2 separate regions of the Ovis aries genome follow, and region 2 is linked to region 1. A link is a contact called in public Hi-C data. All regions are on one chromosome and are shown on one strand. Each heading gives the region's core, a stretch centred on a gene start, on an enhancer-like site or on the middle of the called end of the contact. The rest is flanking DNA. Distances are from core to core; before and after follow the strand shown.

Region 1 (5,244 bases), core at 1,235-3,734:
TTCCCGAATGGTTTATATGGAGGAGTAGGTAGGACTGGACTAGGTCGAGAGCACTGCAGTGTCTCCCTCCTGACAGGGTGGAGAGCTGGTTCTCAGGGGGTGGTCTCCCCTGAAGTCCATTGGGTTTGCTATTGCACAAGGACCGGTTGGGAAGGAAGGAGAGACTTTTTCAGAAGAAAGTCTGTGGAAGGGTCTGACTCACTCAAACCAGAGGAGGAAACAGAAATCCCTGTACAGCCTTTCAGGGGGTTCTTTGACCCAGAATAGACTTTTTTTTTTTTTCTTTTTTAGGAAGATCACAGGGGTCTTTGTACCTCTAATTGAAATAAAGGTGAATGACAGTTGTTCTCACGGGTCTAGAAGTTGAGGAGTTATTTTCAGGGCAGAGATTGCGCATCAAGAAGTTTAGAACGAAGGTCAGGAAAAGAGAAGGGTTTCTTTGGTTCCATTATGAGTAGGATTGGCCAGAGGTAGGAATGTGAGGAGGAGGGAGTAGGAAGAAAGAACCCAGGTCCCTGCCTCCATCTTCAGCAGGCCTGGCTTATCGTCTCCCTTCTTGTAGTTGTTTGTCTCCAAGAGCTGTTACCTTGCTCATCTGGAGGGGCAAGATGCAAGAGATCATGCAAGACATGTCTACCCTCTCACTGCTTCCCCAAGGGAACTTGGAAAGGAGAGAGTCAGGTATTAGAGGAAAGAGAAAAGCATTCCTATCCAAAGCCTGGGCCTTAAAGAATGCCTCCAAGTAGCTGCTCCCAAGTTGTCAGCCTTGTTACCTGGCTAAGGTATCCAAGCCAGACAGGGAGAAAGAAACTGGTGTCTTCCTTACCCTGGGGACAGGGTAGAAGAGGGTAGTATGTTTAGGGAGAAGCCATACAGGCAACTTCCTTTGGCCTGTGTGTATCTAGCCTGAAACTAGTGTTCATAAGAGCCGGTTTTTTGTTTGTTTGTTGCCATCGTTCACGTTTTGCCATTTCTCCTATCAGAGAATGTAAATCATTTTAATGTTAGGCCAAAATAAACAACCTATATGGTACATATGTTACAGAAAAGGTAACGCAATGCATGCCAAACCAAACTAAAATGACTGGATTATCTGCTACTGGCTAATCGGGTTCACAGAAGACTGGGACAAGAAACTGCAGTTTATTGAGGGCATTTCAGCTCCTCCTACCACCTCAACAGGACTTCGTCCAGACTCTCCTCTTACCTTTGTGCCTTGACTGTGGTTCTTTGTGGCAAGATGCTTTGGTTGGTAAAACATAATATGGAACAAAGGATCCACTGAAGTAATCCTTGTGTCCTGTGGTAATTTGACAGTAGCCTCTGTTGATGTGTTAGAAACTTAAAAATGCATGTTCCTTGGAATCTCTGGCAGTCCAGTGTCAGGACTCCACACTTTCACTGTTGGGGGCCTGGGTTTGATCCGTGGTGGGAGAACTTTAGATCCCGCAAGCCTTGTAGTTTGGCCTCAAAAAAAAAAAAAGCATATTCCTGGTGCCTGCCCTCAGTAATTGACTGAGGTCTGGAGTGGGCCTGGGCATATCTGCCTTTTAATCATACGCCTCATTTGAGTTTGGAGGCCTTTGTGAAAGTAATCTGAGAGGAAATTTCAGCCATTTCTTTCAAACTGGAGTCCTGATTGGGGCAAGGTGTGGGTGGGGGGGGGGGGTGGTTGAGAGAGGAGAGAATTCTCATGCTCTCCTGACATGACTACCCTCTCCCTGTCTCAGGGTTTATGCATATTCTGTCCCTCTACTTCTAACCTCAGGAAGGAGTGGTATTATGAAGCAGAAGCAGCAGCAGCAGGTCAAGCAGGAAAGGAGAGGCAGAGATTGAAGGGAGGGACGTGGAGTACTACAGGGGATATTTCTTCAGGGGGATGCTGTTGAAAGGTTTCTGTGCTCAGTTCCTGAGACTAGGGGTTAATGAGGATCCCCTACTGTGGCCAGCACTGCATCTGCTAAGTGGAAAAGATTGGGAGGAAGCTGTGCTTTCTAAGGGCCAGGAGCCCTCTTCCCTCCCTCCACTACCCTCATGATCCTTTCCAGCGTCACTCCCACTGGCACCAGTGCCTTTTCTAAAAAAAGGAAGACCTGCTGCTTCTGTCTGTAGGTTTTCAAGGCATCTGCCTTTGTCTTCAGGAGCATAGGGCAGAAAGTCTAGCTGGGTATAAACTGCACCTAACCATCTCCCAACCTATCTGCCTAAAAAGAAGAGTCTTCTGTCCTGACGATGTTTAGGGGTTTAAGACTCTTCTGCTCAACTAACTTCTCCAGTCTCCGCCTAATGTAATTATCGGCTTGAGAAAGACTAGGAGGAGGCCCCTGGACTCTCATTGCAGGGGCGGGGTGGATTTTCGAACAGTTGGGTCTGTGAGGCCATAGGGTGGCGCCAGAGAAAGGAAGACCAGAAAGAAAGGAGTGTGCATCGCTCCCGGAACTACAATTCCCAGGAGGTCTCGCGCGGACGCCGGGGGCGTGGCTATCCTGGGGCGGGGCCTGTGGACGGTCGCGTGTGGAGAGCTCGCGCGGCGCGGATGGCGGGGCCGGTGAAAGACCGCGAGGCCCTCCAGAGGCTCAGCTTCTTGTACCAGGTGAGTCCGCGGCGCACGCACGGCGGGGAACCCAATGTGGAGGGCCCCCAGTGACGGCTCACTTCCCCAGGCCGCCCACTGCGTCCTCGCACAGGACCCAGAGAACCAGGCGCTAGCGAGGTTTTACTGCCACACGGAGAGGACCATAGCGAAGCGGCTCGTATTACGGCGGTAAGAGAGGTTATGGAGCCTGGCAGCGGGCGGGACGGGGGAAGGACTGGAGAGGGAGAGCGGGCGTCTGGACTACCACCTGCCTCCGCCCCCAGGGACCCCTCGGTGAAGCGAACTCTCTGCCGTGGCTGCTCTTCCCTCCTCATCCCGGGTCTGACCTGCACCCAGCGGCAGAGACGTAAGTACCCTCTTGCTGAGGTGGGATGTATGAGGAACACCTGTGGGCTGGGGAGGGGACGGGCAGTGATCCCTTTCTCGAGGCAGACGCGTGCCAGGTGTGGGATTTGGAGTCGGTGGCTTTCTCTGAGTTGTTAACTCTACTTGGACAGACAGATCTGGGCAGTAGAAAAATGATGTTGCCCTGAGAGGCAGCCTCGCCCGGCCATGATAATAGATGTTATTTGACATCATAGAGGATGATTCGCATCTTCATTCGTTCACTCAAGAATTATTTTTCTGAGATGTGTCAAGGATTGCTCTAGAATCAACATTCTCATTGAAATATGGTTTCATGGGATGGACTAAGAGGAACGATTAGAATAGCCTAGAAAAATGCTTCAGTTAGGGGAGTAGAATACGAAGTTACTTAAACCAGTGGTGGTGAGGTTCTTTATAAGGGCAGGGGAGTAGGAGATGGAAATCCTTGCCATTTGTGAGGCCTCAGGAAAGAAAGCCTGTGGTGCTGTCAAGGAACTGAGAGTTCAGGAGGCAGGCTTTGAGGTGGGCAAGGGCAAGACCTGAGGTGGGAGAGGGAAGCAGGGCAGATCTTGAGTCTTGTTAAGGAGTTTGGACTTTGTCTTAAAGGGTGCCAAGAAAATGATAGACTTTGTTCAGGGACCTGACACCATCAAATTTGCGTTCAAGGTGGGGAGGGAGGAGAATCCCTACTAGAAAACAGTGGAGGCAACACTGGGTTCAGGAGACCTTTTCTTCTCCTAAACCTGGGCACTCTCTTTCTCCCACATGCATTCCAGGCTGCAAGGGTCAGCGCTGGACTGTACAGACCTGCCTGACATGCCAGCGCAGCCAGCGGTTCCTCAACGACCCGAGGCATGTGCTCTGGGGAGACCGGCCCGAGGCCCAGCTGGGGAACCAGGCAGGTGAGAGATGGTTGAGAAAATGGGGGTTAACCCAGGGAGTAGAGACAGTGGGTAACGGAGAGCTGCAGAAGACAAATGGGTGAGTTTTGGGTTGGTGTGGAAAGTGCCAGTCTTCAAAAACTAATTCTGCTCATCTACTTAGATTCCAAACCACCACAGCCCTTGCCAAACACAGCCCACCCCATTCCAGCCCAGCTTCCTGAGGAGAAAGTGCAGCCTCAGAGCTCCAGTCACCAGTGATGGACTCACTCTGTCTTCCAAATAAATTTTAATTCTGCTTAACTTTGTGTAATTCCGTTCTGTGAATGTTTCAGCTCTTTCCTCTGTTTCTGTCTGCATTTCTCTGTCACCAGTTAACCTCTTCTTTGTCCTTTTTGTCTTTTGTTGTTGTCATCCTCTTAGTCCCACCATTCAGGGAGATAGATCCCAGTTTCCACTTGGCCCTGGGAAGTAGCTCTCATTTCCAGGACCCTGCCTCCCAAGTGCCCCTCCACCCTTGCCTCCTTGGTACAGTACCATGGTTGGAACTCAGGCTCCAGGGATGTTTGCAAAGCCCTGAACCTTAAGATAGTCCATTTTTAGGTAGCTCTGACTGTTGACTAAAGGGCTGGACAGACAAACTGCTGATGCCACTGATGCTGTTTTTGTTTTATTTTGTTTAATATCTATCTATTTGGCAGCACTTGAACTCTTTAGCTGTGGCATGCAAGGCTCAGCAGTGGCATGGTTTCTTCGTGGCATGTGGGGTCTTAGTTCCCCGACCAGGGGTAGAACCTGCATCCCCTGCATTGCTAGTCAGATTGTTAACCACTGGACTACCAGGGAAGTCCCTGATGCTGTTTTTATTTTATTCTTTTTTAAATGTTATTATGGAGTATAAGTACTTTACAGTGTTGTGTTTGTTTTTGCTGTACAACAGAATGAATCAGCTATGTGTGTACATGTATCCCCTCCCTCTGGAACCTCCCTCCCACCCCTTATCCCATCCCTGTAGGTTATCATAGAGTACCCAGCTGAGCTTCCTATGCTATACAGAAGCTTCCTACTAGCTAGCTATTTTACACACTGTAGTGTATATATGTCATTGATGCTGTTTTAACAGAAGAAAAGAAGTTAGGGTGGGGTTGGCAGAGGGAGGGTTCAGATTCTGCAGGCCACTTTGTGTTGGCCAATCTCTATTTTCTTCTATAAAATTCTAACAAGAGACACTGTTCAACTTGAACTAATTAAAGTCAAAAGTACTGACAGAAGGACATTGGCAGATATTATACAATAAATTCTGTAGGTAAACCTTCAAGGTTTTCTTGAGAATCAGTAAACAACAAAAATTGTTTTATTTGATATCCCTGGACGGTTTACTTGAGGACAGAATATCAGACT
Region 2 (5,244 bases), core at 985-3,484, 230 kb before region 1:
TCTTCCTAACCCAGGGATCGAATTGGGTCTCCCGCATTGCAGGCAGAGTCCTTCATCCTGGATGCTAGCCAATAAGCCTTTGTTTTCCAAAATTAATTTCTTCCCATTCTCCATGTCTTTTTCTATTCAGAGCATAGTCTGAAGTCACCCCAAGAAGCCTCGATTCCAACTATGGACTCTCCACTAGCAGTCATAAGGTCTTCTCCAACAGTCTGAGCCCAGCCTGTTACTCCCTCCTCCCTTTGGGGGAAGTGACATCTAAGAAGCCACTTTATGCTCCTCAGTTTCCTTACCGCTTAACAAGAAAGAATAATGTCAAGTTTGCCAAGCTGACTTCATGCGAGGTCACACAAGTGAAAAGTGTTCTCAACAGCAAAATACGCTACAAAAATACATCCTAGAAAGGAGCAGAGAAGCCAACCAAAAAGAGCTCCCAGTGGCTAAAGTTGCAACAAAACGAAGTAGTACTGAATTATAACCCTGAGTATAAAATAAATATCCATGAGTCCACACTGATACAAATAAATGAATAGCTTAATAAATCAGGCAAAAGAGACAAATCTCTCATGCAGAAGAATTGCAAATAACACAGGTACAGAGTTGCCCGTAAGGAGGGTGGAACACACTCCCCACTTCTCTGCACAGGGTCTGACTACTTTCCAAAGAGTACAGTATGGAAGGGAGGAGTGGGGGAGCAGGAAGGAGAAAGTTTACAATGGAGAAGCCTGACAAGCACTACCTCAGCCAAGTAATCAAGACCAGCATCAAGTCATAAAGCATGTTCCCTTGATGTGAAGTGATGAAAATGGCAATCCACCTCTGTGGTCTTCCTCCCAACAACCCGTAAGCCAGTATCAGGGGCAGCCTATAATGTAACATAATATGATATATATAAGGAGTATTCCTCCAAACTCTCAAGATTATAAAAAAACTTTGAGAAACTGCCACAGCCAAGGGGAGCATAATGAGAACTAATTGGAATATGGTAACTTGGGTAGAATCATGAGACAAAAAAGTACTTAGGTAAAAACTATAAAAATGTGAATTCAGTATGTATGTCGGCCAATAATAATGTATCAGTACAGGTTCACTAATCATTAAGAAATGTTCCATATTAATGTAAGATGTTAATAAATGAATGGGGGAAAGGTTTGGGGGTACTGGGAACTCTGTATTAGCTTCCCAATTTTTCTGTAAATCTAAAACTGTTCTAAAAAATAAAGTTTATTAAAAAAAAAAACGGAATTGCAATTTGAGGTACAAAATAAAGTCAATTTTTAAAAAAGTTGATGCTTTTAAACTCGGGGCAGGAGTAACTCTAAGAATCATGATTTTTAGCTCAGGGTCCCTGACACTGATATTTGTTGTTGAATGAACCAATATCATTCTCAGGAAGCGCACACAAACCGTCGTAGTGCCAAACTCTGGAATGTACTGAGAATTTGGAGGTGTTTGCTTCTCATTTGCTCCACAAAGATGAATTTACACTTTCTAAGGGTGAAAAGCAGCAGGGAAAATGCTCAATTACTAATGGGCCAGAGGAAGGAGTGAATGCAAAGCTCCAGGTATACGTGGCTAAACCGGTTTATTCTGACCAATTAAAAAAACAAAACAAAAAACACCACGACTTTGATCCTGGGGCCAGACTGGCAGTTTACACGGCTCCAAGCAACGAGACCGTCATCTGGCCCCCATTACTTCCGGCTCTGGAGACAAGAATGGATGGGTGCCCGGGCTGAACACGCGAAAGCGAGGAAGACCCACGAGGAGAGAGCGAATGGAGGCCCAAGCAAGCAGGAGGATTAGGCCGGCAGGGAGGACGGCGCGAACTTCACCCTTCTCCCGAGCGCGCCAGGCGGCCCGGCCCCATTCTGCCCGCGCGGCTGCATCCGGCCGCTCGGACCCCGGGGCTTATGTGTGACTGCTGCTTTGCAGCATTTCTCACCGGGCACCCCCTACTCACCGGTCCCCAGCTCCGGGCCGCGAATCCCGAGCTGGGGTCGATCTTTCTCGCAGTGGTCAGTTCCGGGTCGAGCTCCTCCGCCCGCACCCTGGGCAACCGCGCGTCCCGGCCTGGTAATCTCCCGGCTTTCCGGAGCCCTCCACCGAGATTTTCCCCCCCGGACCAGCACCCGGATTGGTCGCTGCTGAACGCCGCCTCCCAATGGGAGCCTTATTTCCCTGACGTCACTGATCACTGGGCAAATCCCCGGGCCGTCGCGGTGGGTGGGGCAGCAGGGGCCGAGAAACCGAAACTGAAATGGTGCGGAGCCTAGGTTTAGCGGCTGCTGTATTGAGTTTGGCTCGTGGTGCGCGCACCTGCCCTGCAGGGTGGAAGGAAGCGAAACTTAAGGCCTCATGAGACCCCTTTGTAGGACTCTGCAATGGATGAAACCCTCCCCTCCTCCCGATTCCCGCCCCACCGGGAGGGCGTTTGGCATACAAGTTTCGTTTGCCAGGTGCTCAACATTAAATAGGACTTCCTGACCCTAAAGCTTCCTGGGTGGCTCAGAGGGTAAAGTGTCTGCCCGCAATGCGGGAGATCTGGGTTCGATCCCCTGGTAGACTACAATCAATGGAATCAGAAAGAGTTGTACACTGAGCAACTGCACTTCCCTGACCCAACCTGGCCTACGTTTGCTTCCTGCACCAGGCAGGATCTTAGCAAACGGATAGTCCCAGGTGTCTATGAGGAGTAAGACGCTTTTACATGAACTATCTTTAAATCAGGCAGGCATTTTTGTCCCCATTTGACAGAAGGGAAAACTGAAATTCCAAGAGCTTAGGGGCCTGAGCTGTTTCCCTCTTTGGTGCTGGATTCAGAAACCACAGAGCCTGAAAAACGGACGGGCATTCAGGGTCCCAGGATCCTTGGTGGGGAGATTTCCTAGAAGCTCATGCAAGTCCACCCCGCAGCCAGGGAGGGAAGCTGACCAGCCCCAGGGTCCGGGCCGCTCGCTCCACTGCTGTGCAGCGACCCCTATGCAGCCGTTACTGTGTCCCAGGCACAATCTCCCCTGGGCTGGCGGGACAGTCACCGCGGTCAGCACATAGGCCCTCCAACTACCTACTCTTTTGGTTAGTGTTTTGGAAGACATGTTTAAAACGTTCCTTAAATGATTTCATGCTACTAATTTGTCCTCTCCCTGTCTCTAGGACTTCCCTGGCGGCTCAGACGGTCAAGCGTCTGCCTACAATGCGGGAGACCTGGGTTCAATCCCTGGGTTGGGAAGATCCCCTGGAGAAGGAAATGGCAAGCCATCCCAATATTCTTGCCTGGAAAATCCCATGGACGGAGGAACTGGTAGGCTACAGTCCATGGGGTCGCAAAGAGTCGGACAGGACTGAGCGACTTCACTTTCACTTTCTGCCTCGAGGAGGTACTTGCCCCACCCACAGGCCATTCTGTGCATCCTCCAGCCACAGAGGTCCTTTCTCCTGCTTAAAATCCTCCGCATCTTCCCAGCCTAGAGAGGCAGGAAGGCCTCTGCAGGGCCTGGGGGGCTGACACAACCGGCCTGCTTCTCTCTCTGACTTCCCTCTTGCCGTTTCTCCCTAAGTCCCTGTGCTGCAACCTATCTAGTCTTGAAACTCTCTGCCATAGCCCCTGGCATGGCTGCCAGCTTCCTGTCAGTCATGTCTCTGCTCAGCTGGCATCTCCATAAGGCTTTCCTCCATCACCCAGTCTAAATCAGGTCATGACACAGCATTCTGTTTCACTTTCTTTGTACATTTGTCGTCATAGGAAAGCATCTTGTTCATTTCTTTATCACTCACCCCCAACCCACCAATGTAAGCCATGAGGGTAGAGACATCATCTGTGTTCCCTACACATGGTGAATGAATGGGCTCTGCTTGGGCATTTCTGGAAGCTTTCTAAAGCCCTGTGGCTCTGCTTGGCTGCAGTGTCGCTTACACATTCCCTGCTCCCACCACACTACACCTTGGTTGATGCAGCTACTCAAGATCAAGTAAGGGCAATAGTGACTCCAAGACTTGCTTTTATTAATTAATTAATTTGCTTATTTGCACAGGATCCTTAGTTTTAAGATGCAAACTCTTAGTTTCAGCATGTGGGATCTTGTTCCCCAGCCAGGAATGGAACCTGAGCCCCCTACATTGGAAATGTGGAGTCTTAGACACTGCATCACCGGGGAAGTCCCTCCAAGGCTTGCTTTGTAGTCAATGGCAGTTTTGAAGCAGCACACAGAGATAACTGCCCCTGTAGCTGCTAGCTGCTCAAACTCACTGCCCCTCGAGTGTCTGAAAGCAGAGCCAAAATTCCTTCCTCCAGATCTCCAGCCATACTGCCTGAGACCAAAGCATCATATGGGGCTGGTTAGGAGTTTGGCTTTCAAGTCAAATCTCTGCATGAGCAGAAATCCTCCTCTCTACCACTTTTTTCATGATTCTTGAAGTTGCTCAGCCTCTATGTGCAATAGATTCTTTCTCTGAAAAATAGATATAATAATTATATCCACTTCATAGAATCATTGTGAGGGTTAAATGAGATAACATATAAAGCCTGTGAAGCAATAAGTATTGACTAGTGCAAAGGATATCACTATTTGCATTTGAAATGAGAGTCTTAAGCAAGATAATTTAGTAGATATGTTCCTACTATTTACAGTATTTATTGAGTGAAAATATGTCTTTCAGAAATCTCAAGGTCTTAAGAATATTAGAGTGCTTGGAAAGAAGCCTCTAAACCAGAATACTTAAAAATATGAAGCTCCCATGGGTTAAGAGGCAAAGAATTTGAACCTTTTTTATGAAGGATACCTTGTTATCAGGGCCATGACGTATCATGAATAAATGACATATCTAAAGGAAAAGCTAAAAGTTATGTCAACTAAACAGGGCTTTAAGCCTAGATGTCTGTTTCTAGCAAAGGTTTAACGAATAAAGAAATAAATATGTGCTAACAACTGACTGCTTTTGTACTAAGACCTGGCTACAGGCTAAAAAACCACAGGCATCACTGTCCCTTTTCAAAGGAAAAAAAGGCATTTTGAATCCTTATAGCATTAACTGCTGGGTTTTGAACAGAAAGAAGGTGTAGACTGAGCCAATCTCTTATTTGACTTGAGTAGTTCTTTAAAATACTTTATATTCCATTTATATTATATTTATATATTAGGTATGTTTATATAAACATCTTTTTGTTCAAAAGTTAGTAAAAATATCCTGTTTAGTAAACAATGAGAAATTCAACTTTTAACTTTATAATGAAGATTCTAAATC

The links. A called contact is a pair of places that touch in the nucleus more often than the background predicts.
Region 2: a Hi-C map of hypothalamus shows a contact between it and region 1, with 6 times the contacts expected there. The contact joins the promoter of LOC114109595 here to the promoter of RPP21 in region 1. A contact is called at or near these places in 10 of 16 Hi-C or Micro-C datasets (blood, hypothalamus, liver and 4 more).

The regions. Positions count from the first base shown.
Region 1 is chr20:27,568,121-27,573,364 of ARS-UI_Ramb_v3.0, reverse strand. It overlaps RPP21 (ribonuclease P/MRP subunit p21), which reads left to right and starts at 2,484. Exons shown (of 5, transcript XM_060403357.1): 1 at 2,484-2,593; 2 at 2,688-2,764; 3 at 2,860-2,942; 4 at 3,739-3,864. The coding sequence starts at 2,537. TRIM39 (tripartite motif containing 39) reads left to right here. Exons shown (of 8, transcript XM_060403341.1): 8 at 1-1,290.
Region 2 is chr20:27,795,753-27,800,996 of ARS-UI_Ramb_v3.0, reverse strand. It overlaps LOC114109595 (tripartite motif-containing protein 26-like), which reads left to right and starts at 2,234. Exons shown (of 6, transcript XR_009597615.1): 1 at 2,234-2,459; 2 at 3,157-3,380. All of the region lies in intron 1 of TRIM26 (tripartite motif containing 26), which reads right to left.